4 separate regions of the Mus musculus genome follow, and all the other regions are linked to region 3. Evidence: chromatin contacts called from public HiChIP or PLAC-seq and promoter capture Hi-C data. All regions are on one chromosome and are shown on one strand. The core of a region is the stretch at or near the end of the contact, and the rest is flanking DNA. Distances in the headings are between cores, read along the strand shown. Region 1 has its middle 31 kb from the start of Gm40340. Region 2 has its middle 290 kb from the start of Gm36667. Region 3 holds the start of Galnt17 (polypeptide N-acetylgalactosaminyltransferase 17). Region 4 has its middle 110 kb from the start of Gm40340.

Region 1 (7,558 bases), core at 2,434-4,933, 2.7 Mb before region 3:
ATGTATTACTCTCTACCTTCTTCCTTCGAGATAGGGCCTCTCATTGAATCTGGAGCTAAATCATAAATTGAATCATGGAGCCTAGGATGGATAATCTTGGTGTCAACCAGAAACACCTGGACAGAAGAATCCCTTCATTTCTGATTGATGTAGGGAAGGCCCAGCCCACTGTGAGCCTGGGCTACATAAGAAAGGTAGCTGAGTATGAGACAGAGCACATGAGGCAGTGAGCAGCATCCCCGTGGTTTCTTTCTTAAGCTCCTGCCTTTGGCTTCAAGATGGACTGTAGCCAGTAAGCTAGAATAAACCCTTACCTCCCTGTCTGCTTTTGGTCATATTATTGATCTCGGCAGCAGGAAGCAAACTGGAGCAGAGCCTCAGTGATCCTCCTGTCCCTATGTTCCCATAGTGCCTGGGGTCCAGGTGCGCATAGCCATGCCCACCTTTTATGTGGGTGCTGGAGATTCAAACTTGAGATTTCTCCTGTTTGCAGAGCAAGCGCTTGGTTCACTGAAAGATCTCCCACGTTCCTGGATTCTGCATTTCTAAAGGACATAGAGGGTGGGGCTAGTGACCTAAGATGTCCATCTAAGAGGTTCTCCGGACTCTGTGGTGCATTTTGACTGTGGACTTGATTGGATTGGAGAGACACCTGGGAGATTTGTAAAGAACACTTCTGGGTGTGTCCTGGGAGATTTTGGAAAGACCAATCTTGAATATGGACAGACATCCCACAAGGTGTAGAATAAAAGAGGAGGAAGGATGAAACACCTTGGCACAAACGTGCTCTTCTGTTCCCAGCCTCTGTGGTGAGCAGCCTCCACTGTGTGTTTCAACTGTCATAATGGCCCACTTCACCATAACCCCAATGTGACAGAGGCAGCCACCTCTGAGCCCAGTTAAGCCTTTCCTCCTGCAAATTATTTTTGGCCTTGGGTATCTGTCACAGTAACGAGAAGTCTGGGCAGCACACAGTCTCCAAGAGAGCTGGGGGCACTTCTAGGCTCAGCTAGAAAGGACCCACCAGACCATTCTCGGCTCCATTTTCTCTTAATTAGTTCTAATTTCTCTGTCATCATTATGGAGTGACACTGAAAGCCTTCAAGTCCCTGTAAGCAGCTGGCAGTAGCTGGCTTCATTAATCTTGCCCATTCTTGCCTATTGAAGATTGCTGTTTGCTTTAGAGATGATACACACATTTAAGTGCTCCTAACCACTGAGCCATCTCTTAAGCTCAATCTTTTTATTTCTTTTGAGACAGGATCTCACGAGCCCAGGGTGGTCTTGAATTGGCTATGTAAGTCCAAGATGGCTTCAAACTTCCAGTTCTCTATGTCTGTCTCCCCTTGTGAATTAATGGTATCACTAGGGTAGAACCCACGAGCTCATTCTTCCCGAAGGAGCTGAATTCTGATGGTGATTGTATAGTTACCTTTTCTATTGCTGTGATAAAACACATGACCAAAAGCAGCTTGTAGAAAGAAGAGTTTATGTGGGCTTATGGTTCTAGAAGAATAAGAGTCCACCATGGAGGGGTGGCATGGCAGCAGGCAGCAGGCAGCAGGCCGGAGCAAGGAGGGGGAGAGTTCACATCTTTAACTGCAGGCATAAAGCAGAGAGAATGAACCAGAAGCAGGGAGAGGCTACCAACGCTCAAAGCCTGCCCCTAGTGGAGTACTTCCTCTAGCTAGGCTGTATCATCTCTACAAAGAGTCCTACCAACTGACCTACCAAGGTGATCAAATGCCCGAGCCCATGGGGTCATTTCTTACTCAAACCACCACGCTCCCAATCCTCTTCTCTTCTTCCTCTCCTACTCTCTTCTTTCTTCTTTCTCTCTCCTCCCCCATCATATTCTACATTCCTTCCCTCCTCCCACCAATCCCTATTTCCATTTGCATCCATCCTCCTCTTCCTTTCTTCCCCTCTTTTTCTTTCCCTCATCCTTGTTCTCCTCCACCTCCCCTCCCCTCCCCTCCCCTCCCCCTCCCCTCCCCTCCCCCTCCCCTCCCCCTCCCCTCCCCTCCCCCTCCCCTCCCCTCCCCCTCCCCTCCCCTCCCCTCCCCCTCCCCTCTCCTCCCCCTCCCCTCTCCTCCCCCTCCCCCTTCCCTCCCTGGTTGTACTCTTTAGATGGATGGTCCTTGTTGAGCCCAGAGAGACAAACTCTTCTACATTCAGTGTGTGATGGCTAATCTTGCTTGTCAGCTTTGCTACATCTGGAAGTAACTAAAATCCAAAAATGAAGGGCACACCTGTGAATGATTTTTTTTTTGAAATAATTTGAAGTAGGTGGATCCATTTCTAATCCTGACCTTTGAGGTAGGAAGACACATGCCTTTAATCAGGATGACACACATTTAATCTGGGCCATGCCTTCTGCTGGAAGCCTATATAAGGACATGGAAAAATTTACTTTTTCTCTTTATTTGCTTGATCTTGTCTTGTTAGCACATCCATTCCTTCATTGGTATTAGAGCCTAGGGATTCTTAGGGATTCCAGTGTACACTGAAGACCAGCTGAGATATCCAGCCTTGTGGACTGAGCAACTACTGGGTTCTTGGACTTTCTGTTTACAGTCAGCCATTGTTAGATTAGCTGGACCACAGTGCATATATATATATGTATATATATATGTATATATATATATATATATATATATATATATATATATATATATGATATAGTGAATGTCTATCTATCTATCTATCTATCTATCTTTCATTCTGTTTTGTTTTTGTTTTTGTTTTTGTTTTTGTTTTTGTTTTTGTTTTTATCGAGACAGGGTTTCTCTGTATAGCCCTGGCTGTCCTGGAACTCACTTTGTAGACCAGGCTGGCCTCGAACTCAGAAATCCACCTGCCTCTGCCTCCCAAGTGCTGGGATTAAAGGTGTGCACCACCATGCTCGGCTTCTATCATTCATTCTATTTATATTCATTCTAACCCTGGCTAATATGCAGGGTAAACTGATATATTTTGTTATTGTTAATATTTTGAGACAAAGTCTGGATTTGTAACCCATATTGACCTGGACTGCCCAATGCTCCTGCTTCATGCCACCCGAGTGCTGGGATGACAGGTGTGCACCATCACCCTCATCAAATTGGTGCCTCCTTGACACCTAGGCAACTATCCTGCTTTGTTGGAGGTGCCCATAGATCAGGAGACTAAGGTTGTGCCTCTGGGAAGGAGAACTCTGGGCTGGGGTTGACCTGGGCTCAGAGGCATCTATTCGAGTCTTTTGCTTGGCACTCCTTGCCTCTTCTGCTTCTGGATTCCCCTCCAGCTGCCTTTGGTGGCTCAGCCTAGCTGCTGACAGAGGTGATTACAGCTTGTGAATGATAACATAATTCAGTGCCCCTCAAGGAGAGTCGCTATCAGAGAGACTTTTTTCTAAGAGGGGAAAAATATATAATATAGTGGTTGAAAAGGGCTATCTTTCTTCCTAGAAGAACAGTTATTAATCTCTTCCTAGTACATTTTCATATCATTCTAGACATTTATTTCCAGGCCGTGATATTATAAAACCAGGCTTCTGTGTCAGTTTTGATGCGGTGTAACACGCCGGAACATGAAAAGGCGTAATTACCGCCGTGGCCATCGGAATTGCTAACGAGAGCCTGACATTTTCAAATCAGCACTAGTTCTCAGTGATCTGGAAGCGGGGGGCCTCAGCTACAACTGCTGCATGTCAATGAGGCAGGTCAGACTCTGAGCACAGCAGAGGGACAGGGCTGGGTGGGCTCACTTGGATTCTGTGAGTTGAATTTAGTGACCAGCCCTGATGGATCGGCATGAGAGGAAGAATATTTATTTCAACACTGCCCTTGGCTGTCCAAGGGACAAAGTGTTTGTGTGTGTGTGTGTGTGTGCATGTGTATATGTTTGCATGTGTCCATGTATGTGTGCATGTGTGTGTGCATGTGTGTGTGTGTGTGTGTGTGTGCATGTATATGTTTATGTGTGTTAGTACAAATGTGTGTAGGAGGTCAACCCGTTAGAAGTCTTTTCTCATAAGCCATTCATATGTATTTTCAAGATAGGGTTTCTTTGTGTATCACTGGTTGTCCTGGAACTCTCTCTGTAGACCAAGCTGGCCTCAAACCCAGAGATGTGCCTACCTCTGCCTCCTGAGTGCTAGGATTAAAGGCATGTGCCATCCACCACCTGAAAATGACATCTGTATTAAAAATATTTTATTTTTAAGTATGTGGGTATGTGTGATACAGAAAGAGATACATAGACACAGAGGCACATGTATGTAGACATACAGCATCAGGTATACACACACACACACACACACACACACACACACACACACACATACACACCGAGGAGAAGAGAGATAGGAGATAGGAGAGAGAGAGAGAGAGAGAGAGAGAGAGAGAGAGAGAGAGAGAGAGATGAATGCAGGTACTTACAAAGACCAGAACAACTTATCGGCTTCCCTGGAGCTATGGTTACAGGGTTCCAGGCCATTGTGTGCCAAATTGTGGGTGCTGGAAACTGTTCTTAGGTTTTTAACAAGAGCAGTAAGTGCTCTTAACCACCTCTCCAGTCCCATGTAATAAATATATATGAATGAATATTTAACATTTATTGTATGCACATACTTGTATATGTATGCCCACCACAGTATACTTGTGGAAGCCAGAGAACAACTTTTGAGGGGTCAGTCCCTCCATTCATCATTAGGGGTTCAGGAGATCAAACTTAGTTGTCAGGCTTGGTAGCAAGGCCTTTATCCATTGAGCTCTCACTGGCCCACCTTGTTGTTTGAGTTAGGGTCTCTCAGAAGAACCTGGAATTCACCAAGCTAGGAAAAAAAATGGCTAACTAGCGAACCCCAGGGTTCTGTCTCTGCCTCCCCAGTGCTCATTTTGTACATCGCCGTAGCTGTGGTAGTTTTGTTATTGTTGTTGCTGTTGTTGTTCTGGGGATCAAACTCAGGTCCTGCTGTTTGAGCAGCAAACACTTTACCAACTGAGTTATCTCTCAGCTCTGGCTTGTGTAAGCATTCTTTGAGTTGAAGCCCTCAAAAAAAAATATCGAGAGACCAAAGGTGTTTCTTCACCTTCAGATTGCGTGTCCTGTTAGCTTTAACTGTCAACTCGACACGGCTTAGAGTTACCTGAGAAGGGAGTTTCCATTGAGGGGTTTCCTAGATCAGATTGGCCTGAGGACATGTCTCTTGGGGGTTGCCTCGATTGTTAATTGATGTAAGAGGGTCCAGTCCACTGTGAGCAGCACCATTCCCTATGCGGGTGGTCCTGGGCTGTATAAGAAAGCTGTCTAGTCATGAATTTGTGAGCAAGCTAACAAGCAGATATTACTCCATGGTTTCTGCTTCAAATTCCTGCCTTGACCTCCTTCAGTGATGTATTAATACATGAATTTCCCTTTCTTCCCCCAAGTTGCTTTTGGTTAGAGTATTTTATGACAGCAACAGAGACAAAATTCGAGCTCCAAATGACTGGAGGTTTGTCCGCACTCTTTCTTTTAGTTCTCACTTATCCACTGGGTAGACGGACCAAGCCTCCTTGTGGCTGTATGAAGTCTGGATTTTCCTGAGCCATCCTGTTCTTTTCCTTTCCATGGTTTGAATTGATGCTGGAATGCTCCTCCCAGGCTCATGTGCTTGAACTCTTAGTTCCCAGCTGGGCACACTATTTTGGAAAACAGTGGAAGCTCTGGGGCAGGAGGCGTGTCTGGTCAAAGCAAGTCACCAAACGAAGGCCTTTGAGACTTACAGTCCAGCCCCATTTCTGTCCCTCTTCCTGTTGTTTGATCCACCAATGAGTGAGAAGCCTCCCCGTGGGCACTCCCACTGCTGTGGGCTTCCACTACGCTTTCTACCACATTGAACTGAAGCTGTGAGCCAAAAGAAAATTTCCTCCTTTAAGTTGACTGATGAAAAACTAACATAATTCTGTTAGGTAGCTTTTGTTACCGTGATAAAGTATCTGGGCAGAAGAGTAGAAGATACTAGACAAGCACTTTACTGAGCCATGCCTCCCTGGGGGATTCTAGGCAGGGGCTCTACCACTGAGCCACACCCCCAGCCCCTCACTGGGGGATTCTAGGCAGGTGCTCTACCACTGAGCCACGCCCCCAGCCCCTCACTGGGGGATTCTAGGCAGGTGCTCTACCACTGAGCCACGCCCCTAGCCCCTCCCTGGGGGATTCTAGGCAGGGGCTCTACCACTGAGCCACACCCCCAGCCCCTCACTGGGGGATTCTAGGCAGGGGCTCTACCACTGAGCCACACCCCCAGCCCCTCACTGGGAGATTTTAGACAGGGGCTCTACCACTGAGCCACGCTCCCAGCCCCTCACTGGGGGATTCTAGGCAGGTGCTCTACCACTGAGCCACACCTCCAGCCCCTCACTGGGAGATTTTAGACAGGGGCTCTACCACTGAGCCACGCTCCCAGCCCCTCACTGGGGGACTCTAGGCAGGGGCTCTACCACTGAGCCATGCCCCCAGCCCCTCACTGGGGGATTCTAGGCAGGTGCTCTACCACTGAGCCAAGCCCCTAGCCCCTCACTGGGGGATTCTAGGCAGGAGCTATACCACTGAGCCACACCCCCAGCCCCTCACTGGGAGATTTTAGACAGGGGCTCTACCACTGAGCCACGCTCCCAGCCCCTCACTGGGGGACTCTAGGCAGGGGCTCTACCACTGAGCCATGCCCCCAGCCCCTCACTGGGGGATTCTAGGCAGGTGCTCTACCACTGAGCCAAGCCCCTAGCCCCTCACTGGGGGATTCTAGGCAGGTGCTCTACCACTGAGCCATGCCCCCAGCCCCTCCCTGGGGGATTCTAGGCAGGGGCTCTACCACTGAGCCACACCCCCAGCCCCTCACTGGGAGATTTTAGACAGGGGCTCTACCACTGAGCCACGCTCCCAGCCCCTCCCTGGGGGATTCTAAGCAGTTGCTTTAAACACTGAGCCACGCCCTTATCCTCTTTTGATTTTTAATTTTGATACAGACTTCACGTATTTGCTCAGATTAGCTTTGAACTCACTCTGTAGTCTTGGCAGGTCTTGAACTTGTGATCCTCCTATGTTAGTGTCCCTAAGTAGCTGGAATGATGAATTCCGAAGTCAGGGCAGATGAACAAGGAAAGCTCTTATTTAATGGATCTTACTCGGGTGATTCTTAGGCATAGTGAGCTGTGGTGAGAGTCCTGTTCTACATCCCAGTGGCTCAGGGATGTGGCCAGTGGTGGTAGACCACTGTGGTTTTCTCTAATACCTTTGGCCTGGTAATGAGGGAAGTCACATAATGCTGGTCACTCAGGGCCTTGGTGATACTCTTTGTGTGCCAAAGATTCGGAAAAGTGCCCTGCTACACCTGCATGTATATTAATTTTTCTTTTATTCCCACCTTCAGAGACATCCTTCGTCACTTACTATTTCTTTACATCTGTCTTTTGCATCTCTCATTTTTTATCTCCATCCACCTATCCATTCACCCATCCATCCATTCACACATCCACCCATTCATGTACCCACCCATCCATCCACCCATCCACTCATCCATGCATCCATGCAT
Region 2 (7,614 bases), core at 2,281-4,780, 2.0 Mb before region 3:
TCTGGGGTGAGTTGACTTGTGTTCATATCTCTCCATGAAGTGTCAGTACACACACATACACACACACACAAACACACACTCACACATACCTCAAACTCAAAGAGCAAAAATTTACAATATAGTGTTTTGTTGAACCACATAACACAAGAGTCCATACCACCTAACCATGAATTGTATATTAGAATAACACCTAGCTGCCAGGTGCAGTTATAGGAAAGGTCAGAAAGAGGTGTATACCTCACTCCTGGCCTGATATACATCTTGTGTCATCATACAGTAGTGGAGGCCAAGATCTTTTGCCACCATTCCTAAAAGCCTCAAGCATTCATGGATGCAGTGTCATTATGATCTTTTCCAGGGTCCCTGCTCAGGCTTGCCATTCAGTGCAGTGACCTCACAAAGTCAGCCCAGCCTGCAGAAAGATGGGTATGAGTCCCCTACTTCTCCTTAGCCACAGTACACAGGAGAGGCCCAAATGAAACCAGCTCTAGTAGAATAAAGCATCCCCAAAGCAGGTAATTGTGGAGCATGTCCCATGAGGTGGAAGATTCTGGAAGATTCAGCCGTAAGTTCTATCTTCATGTGTGGTGGTCTCTGGGCTGAGCTTAGACGAGGGTGCACAATGTGGGAGCCTTGTGGCAGAGTTTATATAACCCGAGCTGATCCAGAAGCAATCATTGTGAGAGTTAGCTAATGGCAGGGTAGGAGGGCCTCCCACTGAGATTCCATTACCTAGTAATTTTCAGCTTGTTCACTGTTGCAATAAAGCCCTTCTGTCTTCTAATCCCCCAGCATTCACGTCTCATCTTCTCAAGAACTGAAGTATGTAAGATGCTTTCTGCTGGGGATTCGCTGAGATAAGTTATTGAAGTCAAGCCGAGAGGCAGGCTTCCTGTGCTCTGCTTATTCATCTCCAAATTTATGTTCGCCTTTGCTTTTGAAGGTCTAAATGTAATCTCAAACAAAGTGCTTTCTTTATGTCTAAACTTCATACACTTTCTGTGTCATGGGGGCGAGGCAGAGGAGCAAGGAGCTCCCACACTTGGGAATCATTAGCAATAGGAGGATTAGAGCAAATGACTTGTTTTTATGTAATTTTTATAGAACGGGGAGATGCATCATTCACAGCCATTCAACTGGGAAGAGTTACCAGGGTCTATACAAACTCATTAACCTGGCCCTGGAGGCAGACTCCGTGAGCTTCCAGATGATCTGTCTTTCGTTTGTTCATTTGTTTGTTTGTTTTTGTCCCCCCTCCTTGAGAACTGCTGTCTCCCACATCTTGTTTGCTCTTACTGAGATATTCCTTCTCTTCTCTCTATGCATATAGCTCTCTAACCTCCCCTCAACCCCTCCCAGTCCTAAGGCTTATCCTTTGTGTTAGACAACCTTCTTTCACTGGGGACAAGATTTAAGTTAAGAGGAGGTAAGACTTGCTTTTGGTCTGGGCCAGAGGATTCAGTACATGGTTAGTCTGGTAGCTTTGGGACCTATGGTGCAGCAGGTAATCACGGAGGCATATATATATATATATATATATGTGATATATATGTGATATATATATATATCATATACATATGATATATATATATCACATGCTTCCTGCCTCTGCATATATATATGGCTGCCTACATCATGGTGGTCAGGAAGCAAAGATGAAAAGAGGAGGGTCCAGGGATAAGATATACCCTTTGAATTAGTTCACTTTGTTCATTGCTGAGATGAAATGTCTGATAAAACAAAGGAAGGAGAGAAAGGGTTAGTCTAGCTCACAGTTTGAATGGTCACAGTCTGTCACAGCTGGGAAGGCATGGCGGCAAGAACATGAGGCAGATGGGCCACATGGTATCCACAGTCAGAAAGCAGGGAGAGATGAGTGCTGGCGCTCAGTTTCCTGTCTCCTTCTCATTCAATATGGGAAACAGCGCAGGAACAGAGAGCCACGTTTAGAATGAGCCTTCTTGTATCACTTAAACCAATCTAGAAAATCCCTCCTAGGCCCACCCCAAGGTTTGTCTCCTAGGTGATTCTAGATGCTTTCAGACCAGTCAAATGCATGAATGCCACTGGCTATCTGTTTCGTCCAACTAGACACCTCCTCAGAAAGCCCCCCCTGCTTCTCAATAAGTACAGAACCAAAAACTAGGCTATGGTAGTACAGAGCTCTAATTCCAGCTTCTGGGAAGTTGAAGCAAGAGGATCATGAGTTAGAGGATAGTCAGTGCTATAACAGTTAATTCAAAGTCAGCTCAGACCATACCATCGCTCAAATGCATGTCCTTTGAGTACAGAGTACCTGAACATTCTAGAAGCTTTGTTATTTCCATTATTTATCCATTTATTTGGTTGATTAAGAAAACAACTTATTTTATGTTAAACACACACACACACACACACACACACACACACACACACGCTCAGACATTGAGTACAGGTACCCACAAGGGTATGGAAACCCCCTGGAGCTGGAGTTACTGGAGGTTGGGAGCTGCTTGACATGGGTCCTTGGAAACAAATGCAGGTTCTCTGCAAGAGTTTTAGGCATTCTTAACCCCTAGACCATCTTTCCAGCCCTAGTTGATTGGTAGTTTGTTTTGCTTTGAGATTGGGTCTGGCTATAAAGGTCATGCTGGCCTTGAACCCACTGTATAGCTTGAATTCTGTGTAGTATAGGTTGGCCTCCTGGTTGCAGCTCCCCAAGCACTGGGTTTGCAGCTGTGTTCCACAACACAACGCCCAGCTTCATTTATACTTAGTAGCATTCACCTACCATCTGCTAAACTGAAAGCGGGATGTAGGAGAGATACATGGATGCTGGGGAAGCCAGCCCTTTGCTGTCTTGGCTATCCTATCTCATCATTGGCTATTCAGACTTCCATTCAGAATTTCCAAAAGTCATAACCCCAAGAAAAACACAGCAGGGTACATACAATTGCTTTGAAAGAAGAGGTGGCATTCCCCCTCCCCCATCATCTTTTGATAATGGTGACGGTAGAGGTGGTGTGTGTGTGTGTGTGTGTGTGTGTGTGTGTTCATGTTCACCTATAGGCACAAATGTGTGTGCTTGTGGGGGAAGAAGATAATCTCTGGTGCATTGTCCACCCCCTCCCACATACACACAATGAAGTCTCTCACTGGTGTGGAACTTAAAAACAGAATAGACTAGATTGCCTGTTCAATGAGCTTCAGAGACAATCCTGTCCACACCTCACAAGCTCTAGGGTTACTAACATATGTACAAGCACAACTGGAAATTTTTACTTAGGTGTTGGGAATCAAACTCAGGCCCTTGAGCTCCTGTGGCAGGCACCTTGCCTAGGAAACTGTCTCCTTAGCCTGCTCTTTACAAGGAGCTCAGAAGACAGCAGAGGGGTTCCTAGCATAAATGCCTGTGCTCAAAGGGCAGTCTCAGCAGCCCTCTCTGTCCAATCCCAGCTTTTTGCCAGCTGGCTGCAGAGAAGAGCCTAGGAAAGCCTCATTAAGCCGCACAAAGCCCGCCTAAGAAGCTACAAAGTGGACTGCAGCTGCCTCGCCAGCCTGCTGCAGCTGATTGCCTGTGATTCCCCAGTAGCCTGCGGCCATGCTGCCTGCTGACACAGCCTGTTGTGTTGGAGACCTTATTACTGTAAATCCCATTTTCACATCTCAGATTTCCTCAGAAATTGCAAACATGTCTACCTGTGGCCAGCCTGCCCAGAAAGGTCACTATAGCAGCCTCTGGGTCCTGATGCTGTCTCTGTCACTCATATGTATACAGGTCTTAAGTCCTCAAGGTCAAAGCATCAGAGGTAGCCTTTCAAACACAAGGCTGCTTAATCCTAGCCAGACTCAGGTTGGGCCACCATACAGAGGCCCAAGAGGTGTCTGTGAGCGTTGTTTATTCCTGGGGATGCTAATTACAATGATTCGAGATGTGATCCTCCTGGAAGCTTCATTATTCAAAGCTCTCTAGTGGGGCTAATGCACTGTAGAGCTAAGAAGTGATTCATGTCAAGTGGCAATAGGGTCTGGAGAGATGGCTCAATTGGTAAAGTACTTGCCATGAAAGTAGGAGGGCCTGAGTTCAATCCCCAGGACCCATCTAAGAGTTAGGTGTGATGGCACATGTTTAGAATACCATCCCAGTGTTTGGGGTCATGGAAACAGGGGGATCCCTGGAGCTCATGACACACCACTCTAACACTCTTGATAATTTGCAAGTCAGCAAAAGACTGTCTTAAATAAACAAGGTGCCTGGCACTGAGGAACTTCAGTGGGGGTTGACCTCTGGTTTCTACATATACATATATGTGTGTCACATACACACATGTGCACTTATGCACACACACATACACACACATGCACACAGAGACAATATTTATTGAACATCACCTGCTGTGCTTTGGACCTGAAACATCTCAGAATGCATGTTTTGAAGGCTGGACTCTCATTACTGCAGGGCTCCGGGGTGAGGCACAAAGAGCACAGGACTTGAGTCTCATCAATAGGCCCAAACCAGGTTTGTAATTGAAGGTAGGTAGGGCCTATGCTAAAATAATTTTTAAATCTGTTTTTCCTTTCCAACCTCAGCTTCCAGAATAATGACTCTTAATTATTTATTAAGTGCCCAGGCCATAAGCTTTGACTTATTTCCTGACTAGCTTTTAACTTGCTTAACCATTTAAACTAGTCTGTGTCTACCTTGTGGTTAGTTACCACTTTTTCAGTCCTGGCCTGCTTCTTCCATAGTGTCTCCTCAGCATCTCCTGCTGGTTTAAGGTTGTCTCCCCTCTTGGCTCTCTCCGAGTGTCTCTCTCCCTCTCCTCCCTCTCCCTCTCCCTCTCCCTCTCCCTCTCCCTCTCCCTCTCCCTCTCCCTCTCCCTCTCCCTCTCCCTCTCCCTCTCCCTCTCCCTCTCCTTTTTCCCGAGACAGGGTTTCTCTGTGTAGCCCTTGCTGTCCTGGAACTCACTCTGTAGACCAGGCTGGCCTCAAACTCAGAAATCCACTTGCCTCTGCCTCCTGAATCCTGGGATTAAAGGAGTGCACCACCACGCCCAGCTCGAGCCTCTCTCTTATCCCTTACTATTTCCCAGAATCTTCTCTCCTTCTGCCACTGTCCAACCTCCTATTTCCTGCCTCAGCTCATTGGCTTTTTTTATTGACAGGTGATGATTATAAGAGACTCTCTCTCCAGACCAAATTGGAGAAAATAGGTTGTTGTGAACCCCTCTCCCTCCCTGCCTCTGTTTCTCTCTGCCTCTGTCTATCTCTCTTTCTCTTATCTTCTCTCATTTCTACATTCTCTTTCTATCTAACTCTCTTCTCCCCTTCTCTGGCTCTCTCCCCCCCATCTCCTCTCCTCTCTCTCCCCTCTCCCTATCTCCTCAGCCTCACTTGTGTTTGTTTGCTGGTTGGTTGGGATTTTTGTGAGACATGGTTTCATTGAGTGTAAGTTATCTCCCAATTTGCAAGGTAGTCGGGATGGCCTTGAATTCATCCACCTGCCTCAACATCTGGAGTACAGGGATTACAGGTTAATGTGGTGTCAAGCAGGAAACCCAGTGCTTTGTGCATGCTAGGAAAGCACTGCCAGTTGAACTGTATTTCTAGCCTTGTTCATGGGATTTTGAGACAGTTTTACTACAGCCAGGCTGGATTTGGACTACTTATGCTCCAGCACCCAGTTCCTGTGTACTCTAGTAATGGGCCTGTGGCATCTGTTGTGTGACACTGTTCACAGAGAGCTGTGTAGAAACCTCTGTTCACACTAGATAGTAAATTGGCAGCAGACCAAAGTAGAGTTACCACCAAGAGTACAACTTGGAGAATCAATAGGTTTTATTGGGGTTACTTATAGGAGGGGAAATGACTCAAAGATGGCTGTATCAGCAAAGGTTACATCATCATGGGTGAGAGATCACAAATCTGGGAACCTGGATCCCACAGCACAGCTTATAGAGCCTTCTCTTATCAGCTCAGTTATTCCAAACCCCTTCTAGACAGTTTGTCTTGTCAGAGAGCATCTCTCATTAGTCTTTCCCTCTTACATAAGCTTGGGCAGAAGGGACCTAGCAACCTTGGTTAATTTCAGGGACTTCCTGAAGCTTCTGAATTGTTTTAACAAGTTTCCCTGAAGGGAGTAATGTCTCACTCCTTTAGAATATACCACATCTTAGAAGAACTTTTCTCCAAGATAAAATGTTTTATTTTGGAGGAAACTGTCATACCACCAAAAACAGTTTTTTGCCATTTCTTATCTAACCACTAGGTGACTAAGTACTTAGTACCTAGGGCAGAACCTGGCCCAGTTGCTCCCAGATGTCCCTGGAAAATGAGAATGAGCAGCCAGCATGATGTCAACTAGCTGTTTTGTTTGTTTGTTTGCTTGCTTGTTTGTCTGATTTGCAGACTAAGATACCAAAGCCCAATGCAGGTGAATGGCTTGCATTTGGATCCATTGCAATTGAGTGATCTGAGACCACGACTAGGATTCTTCTACCCCACAGCCTCTGTTCTCCTCTGACACACCCTTCCCTGCTGCATAAACAACTCACTTGGGAACAGAAGATTAAGTCTGAGGCCTGGAGGGACGCCTCAGTGGTTGGGGTTGCTTGCTGCTCCTGCCCAGGGTCTGAGTTTAGCTCCTACCACTCATGTGGCAGTTCTCATGTGCTCATAACTACATCTCTAGGGGATCTCACATCCACCTCTCTCCTCCCCAGGCACTATGCGTGGAAAGTTTTCTCTTTAGTTTTTCTTTGTTTGTTTGTTTGTTTTTTAAAAGAAAGTTACATCTGAAGGAAAAAGAGACTTTCTATAACATGGAATGCCCAATAAGACAGGACAACACACAAAAGAAATCACACACACACACACACACACACACACACACACACACACATACACACACACAGGCATGAGAAATTATAAGCAAAATACTTCATCTGAATAATAATGACTAAAAACCTCACATTTCTGCTTATTGTTTATCTAATTTTGAATTTTAATGAATAGCAGGGATGGTAATTACTCAATTCCTATGTTTATAGAAAACCAACACAGGAAACCTCACCGCTCAATGCTTTGGAGGCGTCAGGCTCTCTTAAACATTCAGTTTTGCAATTAGAAAGGGAGCCATTCATTAACATTCTTAAGCTGAATAAATAAGGAATATGGTTGTTATTTATTCATTAAAAATTTAAAAAGTGGAAATTACAAGCTCATTTTTTTGGAGGGGTGTTACCCACATCGTCTAATTAGCGGTGAGTCAAAATGTTCCTAGGAAGCCTTTAGCTACATACCTAGAAACAAAGTTGATTTATTAGCAAGTGGAATGAGTTCACCTGTTAACAATTAGAGTCATCTTCTTCCACATATATCAAGGGCTTTTCCTCAGATCCCTGATGATTGAGGGAGAATCCTGGCTTTCCCTATAGACACATTTGTGCTTGAGTTCTTTTTCTTCAGAGTGTCCTTCAGTAACTGGCACTAACTGCTGAAATCTGTTCTCTTATCCATAAGATGGAATCATAATCTTATCTAATGAGGAGCTGGGTAGAAATAGATAAAATATAAATGTGGTAAATATAGTAAATATATAGCATATTTAAATATACTTTATTTTAATATAAAATT
Region 3 (7,102 bases), core at 2,321-4,820:
AAGCCTAGGTGGGGCACTGATGATTTTCCAATCATTAAGTGGCTATAAACTCAGGTGGGTATGACATCCAACTATGTTCCTAATTCCAGACTGGAGAAACAAATTAAAACATGAGGAAACGGAGTTCAAGTAACAAGGACATTCATAGGCAAGTTTCCACTTCAGAGTGATCGTCTTTCTCCATATCTAGCCAGAGAATGCCCGTCTGGCCTAGATGAGCTTATGACATATCTATAGGCTTTGTTCTCCTCAGCTTCCTTGTGCAGCCTGTGCAGCATTTATGTTCCTAAAAGAATTTTGACATTGTAATCTCAAGGAATGGCCCACATCATGGATATTCCAAGATCTACATTTTCATGCTGATATGCTCAGGTCCTGCAACCATGTAATTAAAACCCCATCCTGTGCTGGGAGTGCTCTACTCAGTGGTAGAGTGTCTGCTTAGAATCCTCCAGCTAGGGTATGGCTCAGGGATGGAGCTCCTGCCTAGAATCCCCCAGTGAGGGGCTGGGGGTGTGGCTCAGGGATGGAGCCCCTGCCTAGAATCCCCCAGTGAGGGGCTGGGGGCGTGGCTCAGTGGTAGAGCCCCTGCCTAGAATCCCCCAGGGAGGGGCTGGGGGCGTGGCTCAGTGGTAGAGCTCCTTCCCAGAATCCTCCAGGGAGGGGCTGGGGGAGTGGCTCAGTGGTAGAGCTCCTGCCTAGAATCCCCCAGTGAGGGGCTGGAGTGTGGCTCAGTGGGAGAGTGTTATCTATTATTTTCAGGACAGGCCTTTTTGTCCTATTGCTTTTCTACGTGGCTTTCTATCCCTTATTGCACAAAGTTAAACACTTCACAGTCTGAGCATGGTGCTGTGCACCTGTAATCCTAGCACTTGAGTAGCTAAGTCGGAGGATCATAATTTCTAGACCAGCCTGTGTTCTTCTACAGTGAGATTGATCTCAGAAATCAAGCCCAAACTCAAACCTAACCCACCCCAAATTTTCCTTGCATCTCCCATGCCTGAAGGCTCCTGTGTCGTATAAAACTTTGGTCAAATAAGTACACTATACTGTCCCCTGACTAGATTGTTCTGTATTTTGTTAGTGGTGGGGGTAGGGGACGATGACTCACAGATATGGGATTGAGCAAGGATATCACATCTTCCACCTTTTCAGCCCCCCTCTTCTGTGCTACTGATGCTGCCCGGTCTGGGTCTTCATGAACAGCTGTGGAGACCTAGCCTCATCCAGTCCCTGATGCTCTGAATGACACAGAACCAGGGATGCCCTCCTACCCAACTTCCTTCCGACCTCACAGATGTTTGAAAGTGCTTCTTCCATGCTTTTTGAGACAGCTTTTTATCAAGCCATATTTTTGTACTCAGTTCGCTGTAGATTATAAAAAATTCAATCCCTAAGGATCCTGAGTAGGCTCCAAAGAAATAAAAAAATAAAAGAGCAGGCCAATGAGATGGCTCAAGGAAGTAAAGGGGCTTGCTGCCAAGCCTGACTTCTTGAGTTCAATCCCTGAGACTCACATAGTGGCTGGAGAGAACTGACTCCTGCAAATTGTCTTCTGACCTCTACACATGGGCTGTGGCACAAATACACACGTCTCTACACATACACAACTAAGTTTTGTGTTTGTTTTTAAAGGAAGAAAGTAGGACTAGAGAAACATCTTACTTACTGTTCCATCATGAGAAGTTGTAGTGGGAATTTTGGTTTCTTTAAAAACACAGAAACATAAGAATGTTTTCATTTTAATCCCAGGTGTGGGATATGAGGCTGCCTCAGATTGTCCATAGCAGTTGACTGTGATTTGTCTCGTGTTCTAGCAGGGGCGTGGTTTTGACAGCTGCAGGTAGTTTTTGTGACTGTATGATGTTTGGAATTCTGGGGACTTTTCCTGTGTCACTCAGACCTCTGAGTAGCAGACTTGACACCCACACCACCAAGCCTGGCTCTCCATGTCCTTTTTTTTTTTTTTTTTTTTTAGTGAAAAACTGTAAAGGTGCTTGCTGTTAATTGTGTAAAACACCAAGGACAACAAAGGAAAACGAACTCCCTCCCCCCCCCCCAAGCCCCCAAACAACAATACCTTTATTGAAATGAGGGCCAGGCTTGGTGGCTAGGACTGCAATCCTAGTATTTGGGAGGTGAAGTTAAGAGATCAGGAATCATCAGTTAGGGGCTAACTAGCCTAGGCTAACTGAGATGGCATAAACAAAGGAACACTAAAATCTCCATCAAGGTCCAAACAAACAAAAGCAAACAAGAAAACACTTCGTTCCCTTTTAAAAGAAACCCAACCAATCTAACCTGGAACTTACTTTATAGACAAGGATGCTTGTGAGTCTCTGATCTTCCTGCCTCTACCTTCCAAGTGCTGGGATTATAGGCTTGCCACCAGCAAGCCTGGCTGTGAAGAGCTGGAGGTGGGGGGTGGGGTGGGAATATCCAGTTGAGGTCTAGGCAAGCACTCAACTTCAGCTCAACAGCTTAACTACATCCCATCTCCAAACCCCCAAACCCGAACATGCCCCCTGAACCGCCCCCCTTCCATGCTCCAACCAAAAGCTTAAATCTAAGTCAACCAAACAAAACTAACCAATGAACAACAGCAACAAACTTTAATCGGATGGGAAGAATGAAGTGGGAGTCCCTGAATTCACTCAGCTGATTCTTATCTGCTGGCAGTCTGGTTTCTTTCTCTGGCCTAAGCAATTAAAAAAAAAAAAAAATTAGAGGGCAGGTTTGGATTCCAGTCTTTGGAACTCCTGGGTCTCAGGAAAAGAAGTAGGTTGTGGAGACCCATCAGGGCCATAAATCCAAGTGCATGGCACCAAAATAAGAGTTTACAGAGTAGGGGCAAGCACAGAAGCACCAACTAAGATGGTCAGAACTCTCCCAGGGCTCAAGCAAGAAGGACACAGGGCCTTGCTCTGAAAGTAGCGGAATCCGAGTCTCCAGGCCAGATTTTCCCTCTAGCCATTCCGGGCCAAGCTAAGCAGAGCAGCTAAGCCAAGAGAAAGGGATGTCTTCCTCGTCTGCCGGGATGGAACAAACCCGGCTGCTTAGAGAGCGCTGAGAACCCCAAGGGTCCCTCACAGCCCTTAGCAGCCAACAGGACATGACTGCTCTTGGTCCGGCGCGCTCCCCGCTCTCTCCAGACACCCCCACCCTTTCCGGGTGCGCGCGCAAGAGTGGGCCAGCTTCCCCTAGCTGTGCGCTCCGCAGCCTGCGGGTGGCAGCGGCGTTGGCGACTGGCTCTCAGGGAAGAGGGTGACCAAGGGACCGCGAAGGAGGAGTCGGCGCCGCAGCCGCTCCCCTCGGGACCGCGCCCCGCCTTCCGTCGCCACCTGAGCATCCCCTCTTGGCTCCCAGCTGCTCCAATCTATCCCACCATTCCCTCTAGGGGACCGTGTGTACTCTTAGTGCCGCAGCCGCGGTGTCATTGCATCCGGTGATCGGGACACTCGGATCTTGGTTCCCTTGGGGGCTTGGGACGAGCTGCACGGGCCGTGGTGACAGGCTGCGGGGGCGCCAGCGCGCATCCCTCCCCCGCGACATTTAGAAAGGCGTGTAGACAACTGGTGTGACTTTGGAGGTCCGACTCCTCCTTCCGGCCAGCCTCGCAACGCGCCACCTCCCGAGACAAGCCAGTGTGTCCGGCAGGCCCCGGAGGCTCGTGTAGGGACTTGGAACGTGTCCGGGAACCCGTGGCGCTGTGCGCACTGGTGAGTTTTGCGGGCGGGGTGGGGGCGGAGAGGACGTCGCGCTGGGTCCCTGCTCCCGCCCCTTTCCTGCTGTCCCCCCCTCCACTTTGAGAGAGTCATTGAGATTTGAGCGTGACTGCGGAGCCTGGAGGATGCAGGCACGGGGCGCGGGGTTTTCCTCTTCTCAGAGTGATGGAGAGAGCCGGTGAGCTGAACAAAGACACCCGCCCTGAGGAGCGGGTCCTTTGCTGAAGAACTCTATTTTCGCCCTGCGACGGCCGCCTGCGGGCGAGAGTGTCGGCCGCGCAACTCCAGGAGTGGCGCGCTCTTCCGCCGGCGGGCGCAGAGCTGGAGCCCGGCACCTGCGCGCCACTCCCGCCACATCCCCAGAGCATTCCGACTACCAAAGGATTGTTCCTGAAGGTCTACGTCTGCGGAGGAGGTCCAAAGTCTAAAGGCAACCTGTTTGCTGTTCTACAGGGAGAGACCCTGGGACCTTTATCTTTTGCTGTCTTGTAGAAGGGACTGCGTGCTGTGGACGGAGCAGGCATTTCAGAGACACTTTTGCAAGCCAGGGGCTTCCATGTGAGAGATCAGCCGCGTCCTTCCAGTGGTTACTGGCGCCAGAGAATCGGCGTTTTGTGGTCAACAGCAGCTGGGACCCCCAGCCCTTTGCCCCCTCCCTCGGCCATTGTTCGGTGTGTGGGGTCTACTCCGTCTCAGGCTGCCCTGCGCCTCGCAGGTGAGGCTGGTAGAGGCGTGGGTCCAGGGAAAGGACCGGCCGTGTTGTTTGATGGCTTCACTGAGGAGAGTCAAAGTGTTGTTGGTGTTGAACTTGATCGCGGTGGCCGGCTTCGTGATCTTTTTGGCTAAGTGTCGGCCTATCGCGGTGCGCAGCGGAGACGCCTTCCACGAGATCCGGCCTCGCGCAGAGGTGGCCAACCTCAGCGCGCACAGCGCCAGCCCCATCCAGGATGCGGTCCTGAAGCGCTTGTCGCTGCTGGAGGACATCGTCTACAGGCAGCTTAATGGTAAGGACGTGCCCTGCCGCCTGTGGGTCGTGGTGCAAGCAGGGCACAGGGTGATCTCCCTGGCTCTCTGTATCCTAAGCTGACATCTGAACCAGCCCGATCTCTCTCTTCCATCCCTGCCCTGTGCCTGGGACTATTGTAGAAACCACCACCGGATTCTTTTTCATGATATACTGCAGCTGGAAGTTTGGTCTTCCTCTAGAAACCTGCCACTACAGTCGACTCTTGGTCTCTGCTCGTGACTCCAGCTTAGAACATACTGCAGACTGGGAACCTCTAGAAAGGAAATAGCTGTCAGTTCATGGTGTTTGATGGAGGAGCTGGTAGGGAAGTGGGTGTCATGGCTTGCAAAGTGAGGGCTCGAGTAAATACATTATTCCTTTAGGTTGATTGCATCACTAAGAATGCAGACTCTTTCCTCCCCACTGCCTGGGTGCAAGGTGGTCTATTAACAACCAGTCTACTCCCGAACCTCGTGGCAATCGAGGGTCAAGTTCTTAGTGGGTCTGGGAAGCAGGGGTTTGTTCACAAAGTTAAGCCAAACAAGGAGGCTTGGCATTCAGGTTTGTAGCTTTTTCCAGAACTTGTCTCACCTAAACTATTCTAAATGAGTTGCCATAGAAGAGCGTGTGTGTGTGTGTGTGTGTGTGTGTGTGTGTGTGTGTGTGTGTGTGTGTGTGTTGATATATTGCTTCCACCTGGCTCAAGAGACTGATGGTTCCTGGATGCTTGCTGTCTTCACAGTGTCACGTAGTCTAATATAAAGAAGACATAGTGATTACTGAAGTCTGGCTTTCTGTTCCCAACCTCCTGCATGTTACCAGGGCCTGGAGCTGCCAGCTGTTGTCACGACTGCTAATAAGTCAGTCGTTGCTGTGTGCTAGAGGAGCATTACAAGAGCCACGCGTGCATGGTGGGACATAACCATTAGTCCTTGGAGGTTCTGGCCCCTCCCCCACAGGAGAACAGAACAAACCAAACTCAGGGAAGTTAACCCAGTACCTAAGTCCTGATTGGTGTTAGTAAGTAGTAGTTTGGACTCTGGTTGACCACAGAGCCCATGTTCTTGGTTATAAGGCATAAATTTCTTTTCATGTGTCTGGATGCAGGGGTGTGTGTGTGTGTGTGTGTGTGTATGCACTTGGAGGCTGGGGTCAACCTTGAATGTCACTCCTCAGGTACATTTACCTTGGATTTTTTTGAGACAGGGTCTCTCTCTGATCTGGCACTCACTCACAGAATGAGTGAGGCGGGCTGACCAGCAACCCCAGGAATCCAGCTCTGGGACTACACATACATGCTACTGTACCCAGTTTTTATTTATTTATTTATTTATTTTATGAGTTTTAGGGACCAAACTCAGAGGTCCTCTGGCTTGCCTGGCAAGTATTTTACCAACCAAACCAATTTCCTAGCCCCAAGACACAAATTTCTATCTACCTAATTTTAATTTAAAAGTAAGTGCGTGTGTGTGTGTGTGTGTGTGTGTGTGTGTATAGCATTGCATTGTATTGCATTGTATTGTATTGTATTTGGGGAAGCTGCACACATACCACAGACCACATATGGAGACCAGAGGACAATTTATTATACTCAGCTCTTTCCTCTACCATGTGATCCTGAAGATGGATCTTACCTCCTTAGACTTCTCGGTCTTTACCCACTAGGCTACCCCACTAGCCACAAACTCTGACGTTAAAAGTATATACGATTTAAAAAAATTATTTTTGATAAATGAACTGTATAGATCTGTAGGTACAACCGTAACCCGTGTAAACTTGACCAGCCTCGTGACAGGTGGCCGAGGACTGAGGAAGACAGCTTTGTTCTTGCCCTTTGATGATCCCTTCTGGGTAATTCCAGGAGAGGGGGTGCAACCAGCCTCCTGCATTCACGAAAAGATGTCCCAGTCCTCTTAGCAGCATACTCTAAGTATCCAGTTGGTTTTGACGCACTTTCTAGCATTCACAGTTGTACCTCTCACCAGTAATGAGGCCAGGCCATCAGGGCAGCCCACCAAGGCTGTGTTTGAAGCTCTTCTCCAAAACCCCTCAAGACAAAACGGACCGAACCTGAGCAATTAAAAATCAACGGACTCAGCACCGTGGAGGTGGAGCAGGGGAATCAGGCATGTAAGGCCAGCCTGGCTCACCCACATTAGGGAAGTGGGAGTTGTTTTTCTGAATTGATACCTGCAGAAACACATTCATGAGATACCCCCTCCCCACCCCAAGTAGTCAGAGCTTGCTCACTCTCGAGCTACATGCAGGGACACAGGTCACTGATGCAGGGACACAGGTCATTGTAGCAATCATTTCCATTAGGGACATGAAATATGTTATGGCCACACCTCTTAATGGGAATCCTAATTCT
Region 4 (6,656 bases), core at 2,613-5,112, 2.6 Mb before region 3:
AGGCAGACAGGGCTGCCTCCTGGAATTCTCCTATACCCTCTGTCTTCATTTCATTTCCATTGCTGTGATAAAACTCCCTGACCAAAAGCAACTCAGAGAAAGAAAGAAAGAGCTTGCTTGGCTTACACTTCTAGGTCACAGCACATCATTTCATGTACTCCAGCAGCCAGTCACATCCCACCCTCAGTCAAGAGCTGCCTGCTGCTTCTTACTAGCTAACTTTCATCCAGCCTTCTCCTGTCTCACACTGATCAAGGCCTTCTGTGGGGCAGTGAGAGGTATCCTGGTCCTCCTTGAGCTAAAGGCTTTGAAGCCCCAGAGACCCTGAAGGGATGGTAGGAGCTTCGCTTGCTCCCGGGCACCAGGATCCTGTCACTAGCCAAAACCCCTCATAGATTTGTGGCCATTAGTCATGAAGGGGCAGCACCCCAAGCCCCTCCATATGTAGATGAGGCATCCATAACATCTCAGATCAAGATAATAGGAAAAGAGATGTGACCTGTGGTCACATAGACTCAAGACAAAAATCTCTATGCTAATGAGGCACCTTTAGGCTTGGAGGGCGTAGTCAATAGGCTTCCCTTCCCAGACTTTTCTTCCCTGTAAAAGGTATTTAATCTCAGGTCCTCCCAGAGAAGTGGGGTATGGCTTTACACATCCACTTCCCATCATGGCAATAAATGGTTTGGAACCACAGACCGTCTCTTTTTATCAGGTTCTTCCATGTGGAGCCATGGAGAAGGCCTTTGTCTACAGAGCTGCTGGCTAATCTCCCACAGAAGGCCTGTCTGCACTCCCAGCCACGATGGCCACCAAGCCTGAGCTGGCCAAGCCAAGGACAATCCTCGTGGGAGCAGCTGGAGCTCCTCTTTCCATGGCTCCCAGAGGACCCTGGATGTCTGAGATCTTGGCAACCAGACAGCCTGGCCTCATTGCAGGCCGGTGGACCTCGAACCAGCTCCAGCAGTCCTAGGCCTCAGGCTGTGCTTTCCCACCCCAGCATCTGCCTGGTGCAGCATGGGACAAACATAGTCAAACTCCCTGAATTCTGCTTCCCCAAGGGGCCATGCCCTATGACAGAACAGGCATGGGACCCACAACCCTACAGCCATCTGCCCCAAACAGTGCCACTTACAATGGGCGGTGTTTTCCTATATCAATTAACAATCAAGATACTCTCTCTTCCCAGAGAGGCCAACCTGATCTAGGTAGTTCCTCAATTAAGGCTTTCTTCTCTAGTGAGGTTTTCTAGGTGTAAACTGACATTGAAAAATAACCATCACATTGGCTATTCATGTGAATGCAGCCTTTCATTTCTTGCCAGTCTAAACCTTATTAACCAGCCTGTTCTCCAAATGGACTCTTGAATGAATGAGCAGGAAGAGAATGAGACGCAGCTGTTATTCAGACACACGGTGGTTTTCACTCATTGAGGGAAAGAAAAGGCTTGGGTCTTAATGGAAAATCAAGAATTCTACAGATGAGCCTTTCAGCCTCTTAGCAAAGGCTCAGAAATTGGAGAACTTTAGTGTTGCCCAGCTTGTGGTCTTTTATTTTAAGCCACAGTGGGATTAAGCAGGGATGGTAGCAATCGAATACATGCATTATTTTCCTTAAATAGAGGATGCGTCTGGCTACTTCATCCCCTTGCAATTTCGAATGTGATTTATCCATATCCCCCAATTTAAAGCAACAGATCCTCTCTAAATAATAGACTACACAACCTCCTGCCTTCGCATGAAAAGACAGAGGTTGTGTGACTGTGTACAGGTCCGTGTGTTATGTGTATGTGTGTCCATTTATATTGCATGTCTATGTATGTATTGTAGATTCATATAAATTTGTGTGCATGTGTATGTGTGTATCATAAATGCACATATGCACTTGTGTGCAGTGGATTTTATTTGTTTATATGTGCATGTATTTGTATTTGTGTATTATGGGCATATATGGATTTGTGTCTATGTATGTGTGTGTTCATATGTGCATACTTGTGTGCATATTGTGGATGTATATGCAGTTGTATGCACATGTATGTGATATATATATATATATATATATATATGCACTTATGTGCATGTGTATATTTTTAATCTCTTTGTGTGTCCATGCCTGTATGTACATATTTGTTTGCTTATTTTATATGTATGTGCATGTGTATGCAGAAGTGTGTATGCTTATATATGCATGTGTATGTGAGTATCTATGTATGTGCATATGCAATAGTGTGCATGCTTATGCCTGTGTGCATATGTGTTTGTGTGTATATATGCATGTGTGTGTATTACTTATATGTAACTGTGTCTTAAATACCTGACAGAAGCATCCTTGAGGGCAGAGGTTTATTTTGGCTCAGGTTTTTAGGAGATATAGTAAAGCACCGAGGGCGTGCTGGTTAGTTTTAACTGCTCACCTGACACACTCTAGTATCACTTGGAACAGTTTAACTGACCAGTATTTTTAGATTAGATTGGCTTATGGGAACATCTATAAGAGACTGTTTTGATTCTTAACTGACTGAGCCCACTGTGGGTAGCACCATCCCATAGGTCATTGGGTTGGGCTGTAAAAGAATGGAGGGTGGGTAATGCCTGGAAACAAGCAGGCAGCATGGATGCATTTGTTTTCCTGTGCTCTTGGCTATAGCTGCCTTGAGTTCTTGCCTTGATTCCTCCTCTACCCCCATTTCATCCCTCATTTCAGTTCATCACCTAGGAAAAGTCAAGGCAGGAGCCTAAAGTATCATATCCACAGTCAAGAGCAGAGAGAGACAAATGTGTTCATGTTTCTGGCTTGCCTGTTACTTACACTCTGCTGACTTTCTTTACTCTTGTGTAGTCCATGGTCCAGCCCACGAAGTTGTGCAACCTGCAATCAGGGTGGGCTTCCCCATCTCAGCTAACAGTCAAGATTATCCCCTCAGTCATGCTCACAGGACAACCTGATCTAGATAATTCCTTAATTGAGACTTTCTTCGTGAGTGATTCTGGTTTGTGTCAGGCTGATAGTGACAATCAACCAATACATTACCTCAATTAACCTAACCTAGATAATCCCTAACAGGCATGCCCAGAGGCGTGCTGTCGAGTGATTCTAGATCCCATCAAGTTGATAATAGAGACTGAATCTCATTGACCTCTGTCTACCCGGTTCCTACTGCTGAGATGACATTCCTCCCTCCTTGCTCGCCTGCTATTAACGGAAGCACCTGTCTTTCCAGATTGATCAAACACAGAATTTATTACTTTTTTTCAAATGTTTTGGAAGGATAAGGATTCTTTGAAGTTGGAAGATTTGCTTTCTGTTACAACACTGCCTCTTCTCACGGCTGTGTTCTGTACGATTCTGCTCAGTCATGACTTTTCCAGGAAGTTGCTCCCTCTCCTGGAGAGTGGAGATGCTTAATAAATGTACAGCAAACCCAACGAATGAGTATATGTATGGGCAGGAGGGTTGTGATGGTTAATCTTGATAGTCAACTTGATAGGCTCTAGAGTCACCTAAAAGAAAACTCTGGGCATGGCTGTCATGGCTATCATGGCTGTTTCTAATAGTTCCCTTGAAGACTACTCTCTATTGCTTGTAGTTGGCTGTCTTCTTTTTGTTTGTGCACATAATATGCATGTATGTTGGTACACATGTGTGTACAGGAGTGTGTGCATGTGTGGAATTTTATTCCCTTTGTTCTTTATACAGGGTTCTCACTGGCTTGGAACTGGCTGAATAGACGATGCTGGTCGGCCAGGGAGACCCAGGGAGCCACTTCTCTGTTTCCCTAGCATGCCATCATGCTCAGCTTTCTATCTTTAATGTGGACTCCTCCCAGGATTGCACTCCAGTCCTCACACTTCTGCAGTAAAATATCTGCCCACTTAGCTATCTCACAGCCCCCAGGTGGCTATTCCGTGTGTCCCATCTGTCCCTTTCTCCATGTGTATCTGTGTACTGATTCTCTAAAGGACACCGGGAACGTTGGACTAGATCCCACTCATATGACCTCATTTTATCTAAATTACTTCTTTAATGACCTTTAAACTTTTGTATAGTCAGTATGTCCAAATCTGGGAGTTATCTATCGCTTTAGCATCTGAATTTGAGGGGTTGTTATAGCTACCTCAGAGGACACACATGCAGGCTTCTCTTTCCTTTTCTGTTTTTGTTTTCTGAGCTATTTGGAACACCTTGCCACTCTCATTTTCTCGGCCTGTGATGTGTTCTTAATGGCATTAATTCTTCCTCTGAAGGGCCTCTAAATATAGATACCATCTGCTGCCAGGCAGTATGTTATCACTGATCACCCACTTACCAATTGCTTCCTTACTCGAAGAGGAGGAGAAGCTATGGGAACTTGGGGAAGGCGTGTCCTCCATGAGGCTCTTAGCCAACGAGGATCCACAGAAAATCCTGTAGTCAAAGGAGACTCCAGAGCCTCCAAGGAGATGGACTGGAGCCCAGACTCTAACATTCTTACCATTCACGGGCTGAAGAGATGGCTCAGCAGTTAAGAGCTCATACGTCTCTCATTGGGGACCTGAGTTCAGTTTCCTGTATCCACATTAGAGGGTTCACAAGAGCCTGGAAATACAGTTCCAGGGCTTCTGTTGTGTCTGAGGTACCACATTCATATGTACATATACCTGACCCCCAGATATGCCAATATACATGAATAAAAAGATCCTACTATTATCAATACTCTGGTATTTGTATCTTGCTCACTGACATTGAGATTGGAGCTCCGTGCTGGCTAATTTAATGCCAACTAGACACAGGCTTAGAGTCATCTGAGAGGGGAAACCCCAACTGAGAAAATGCTTCCCTAAGAGTGGGCTGTAGGCAAGCTTGTAGAGTATTATCTTAATTAGTGGGGGAGAGCCCAGCTCATTGTGGGTCTTGCCATCCCTGGGCTGGTGATCTGTAAGAAAGAAGGTTGAGCAAGCTTTGAGGAGCAACCAGTAAACAGCATCCCTCCGTGGCCTCTGTATCAGCTTCTACCTCCAGGTTCCTGCCCTGCTTGAGTTTCTGTCCTGACTTCTTTTGGAGTTGAACAGTGATGTGGAAGTGTAAGGTGAATAAACCCTTTTCTCCTCACCTTCCTGTGGTCATGATGTTTCATCACAGCAGTAGGAACCCTGACTGACAGGCTCTTCCTCTTTACTCTAGAGCTGCACATCTGTGTAAACAGCAGTGGAAATTACTGCTCATAAAATAAAAAAGCAAAAATGGGGCTACGGAGACAGCTTGGTGTGCAACATGCTTGCCGTCCAAGCATGAGGACCTGAGTTCTAGCCCTGAAACCCAAATACAAAAGCCAGGTGCATATTGTAATCCCAGCACTGGGGACGTGGGATAAGGGGGGATTCCTGGGACTTATTGGCCATTCAGCTTTGGCAAGCTCCAGGCCAGCGAAGACCCTCACCAAAAAAAAAAGGACTACACAAACCTGTGTATGGGTGCATATCCCATGTGTCACACACACACACACACACACACACACACACACACCCTTCTTATAGTACAGAGTGTCTCTTGCCAGCTTGATTGGCACCTCCACATTAAGGGGACTATTCACCTCACAGACATGAGCTGTCCCCATCAATGTTGTTTGTTCACATGACCACTTCTCAGCTCTTCGCCGGCTGACCTGCTACCTGTTGCTCTGTTCCAGCAACCCTCACTAAGAAGGACCATTTGGCTCTGACATTACCTCTCGTAAAATTCTAGATTTTGATGACATCATTACTTACTTTTGCTATGTTGCCCAATGAAAGACATTTCATCATTAAATCCATTTGTTAGCACCTCAGAGCTGTGCAAGATGGAAGAACCATTGTTCAAGGAGTCTCCTGCTGCCAGTGCATTTATATGGCAGGTTAAAAAGCTTTGGTTTGGATTCCAATCCTTCATTCATGAATGACGTACTTCATGCTCAGCATTAGATGACAGAGGTCACAAAAGTACCCAGACATTTTGTCGCGGAGACAAACATCTGAGGAGAGATATAAAAGAAGTATAGATTCATTTTGGGTCACAGTTTCAGGGATTTCTATCCTTCTTCGGCAAGTTCTATTGTTTCAAGCCTAAGGTGAGGCTGTCTGTCTTGGCTGTAGGAGTGTCTGGTGGGTGCTACTCACATCATGGCAGACAGGAAGTAGAGAGAAGAGACAGGAAATGGTCAGGGGTAAGATAGCCTTCAAAGTGATCTACTTTCTTCATTGAGAAAGTCTTCTAAGACTCTTTCCCCCCAGGGCCCCACAATGTGGCCTTCAAGTTTTGACTTCATTAATGGATTAATCCACAGAAGGGAAGACCCTCATGAGCTCATCATGGTCAGTAGTACCATCAGCTAGAGACTAAGCTTTTAACACGTGTGCCTTTTAGGGAGAAACCAGGTATCTAGAGGACAACAAGAGGTAAATCAGGTGTGGTCTCCCTTTAGGGGTCACAATAGAAAATTAGGAAATGAATGGAATTTATCAGATGGGTAAGGACTGCAAATGCAGAGAGGAGGACAAGGTGACTAATTGGGAACTCTTTTACAGATGGAGTGCAAATTTAAATAGATCTTTTAGGATGCATAGGTATTCACCAGCTAGAGGTTGGTTATGAGTTGGCTGTCTGTTACTGTGACACAACACTGGAGAAGACACTGCTTAAAG

What was found. Promoter capture Hi-C pulls out the DNA fragments that hold promoters and counts their contacts. HiChIP or PLAC-seq counts read pairs in DNA pulled down with a chosen protein or histone mark.
Region 1: an H3K4me3 HiChIP or PLAC-seq map of embryonic forebrain shows a contact between it and region 3, with 8 times the contacts expected there. The contact joins the enhancer-like site here to the promoter of Galnt17 in region 3. A contact is called at or near these places in 1 of 39 promoter capture datasets (hippocampal neurons), 1 of 115 datasets of contacts at active chromatin or transcription factors (embryonic forebrain) and 1 of 9 other capture datasets (embryonic stem cells).
Region 2: a contact with region 3 is called in a promoter capture Hi-C map of liver, with 7 times the contacts expected there. The contact joins the enhancer-like site here to the promoter of Galnt17 in region 3. A contact is called at or near these places in 4 of 39 promoter capture datasets (the 3T3-L1 cell line, cranial neural crest, liver and 1 more) and 2 of 9 other capture datasets (embryonic stem cells and liver).
Region 4: a contact with region 3 is called in a promoter capture Hi-C map of hippocampal neurons, with 5 times the contacts expected there. The contact joins the enhancer-like site here to the promoter of Galnt17 in region 3. A contact is called at or near these places in 4 of 39 promoter capture datasets (the 3T3-L1 cell line, hippocampal neurons, liver and 1 more), 1 of 115 datasets of contacts at active chromatin or transcription factors (embryonic forebrain) and 2 of 9 other capture datasets (embryonic stem cells and liver).

Annotation. Positions count from the first base shown.
Region 1 is chr5:134,015,971-134,023,528 of GRCm38.p6, reverse strand. No RefSeq gene overlaps it. Among named protein-coding and RNA genes, the nearest start is that of Gm40340, 31 kb to the left of the region's middle. Within about 2 kb of position 3,683, at least 11 of the 459 cell types and tissues checked have an H3K27ac peak or open chromatin away from gene starts, as enhancers often do. A contact at or near this core is called in embryonic forebrain, where this site is marked.
Region 2 is chr5:133,307,372-133,314,985 of GRCm38.p6, reverse strand. No RefSeq gene overlaps it. Among named protein-coding and RNA genes, the nearest start is that of Gm36667, 290 kb to the left of the region's middle. Within about 2 kb of position 3,530, at least 39 of the 459 cell types and tissues checked have an H3K27ac peak or open chromatin away from gene starts, as enhancers often do.
Region 3 is chr5:131,303,990-131,311,091 of GRCm38.p6, reverse strand. Galnt17 (polypeptide N-acetylgalactosaminyltransferase 17) reads left to right here and starts at 3,570. Exons shown (of 11, transcript NM_145218.3): 1 at 3,570-4,729. The coding sequence starts at 4,492.
Region 4 is chr5:133,932,912-133,939,567 of GRCm38.p6, reverse strand. No RefSeq gene overlaps it. Among named protein-coding and RNA genes, the nearest start is that of Gm40340, 110 kb to the left of the region's middle. Within about 2 kb of position 3,862, at least 5 of the 459 cell types and tissues checked have an H3K27ac peak or open chromatin away from gene starts, as enhancers often do. A contact at or near this core is called in hippocampal neurons, where this site is marked.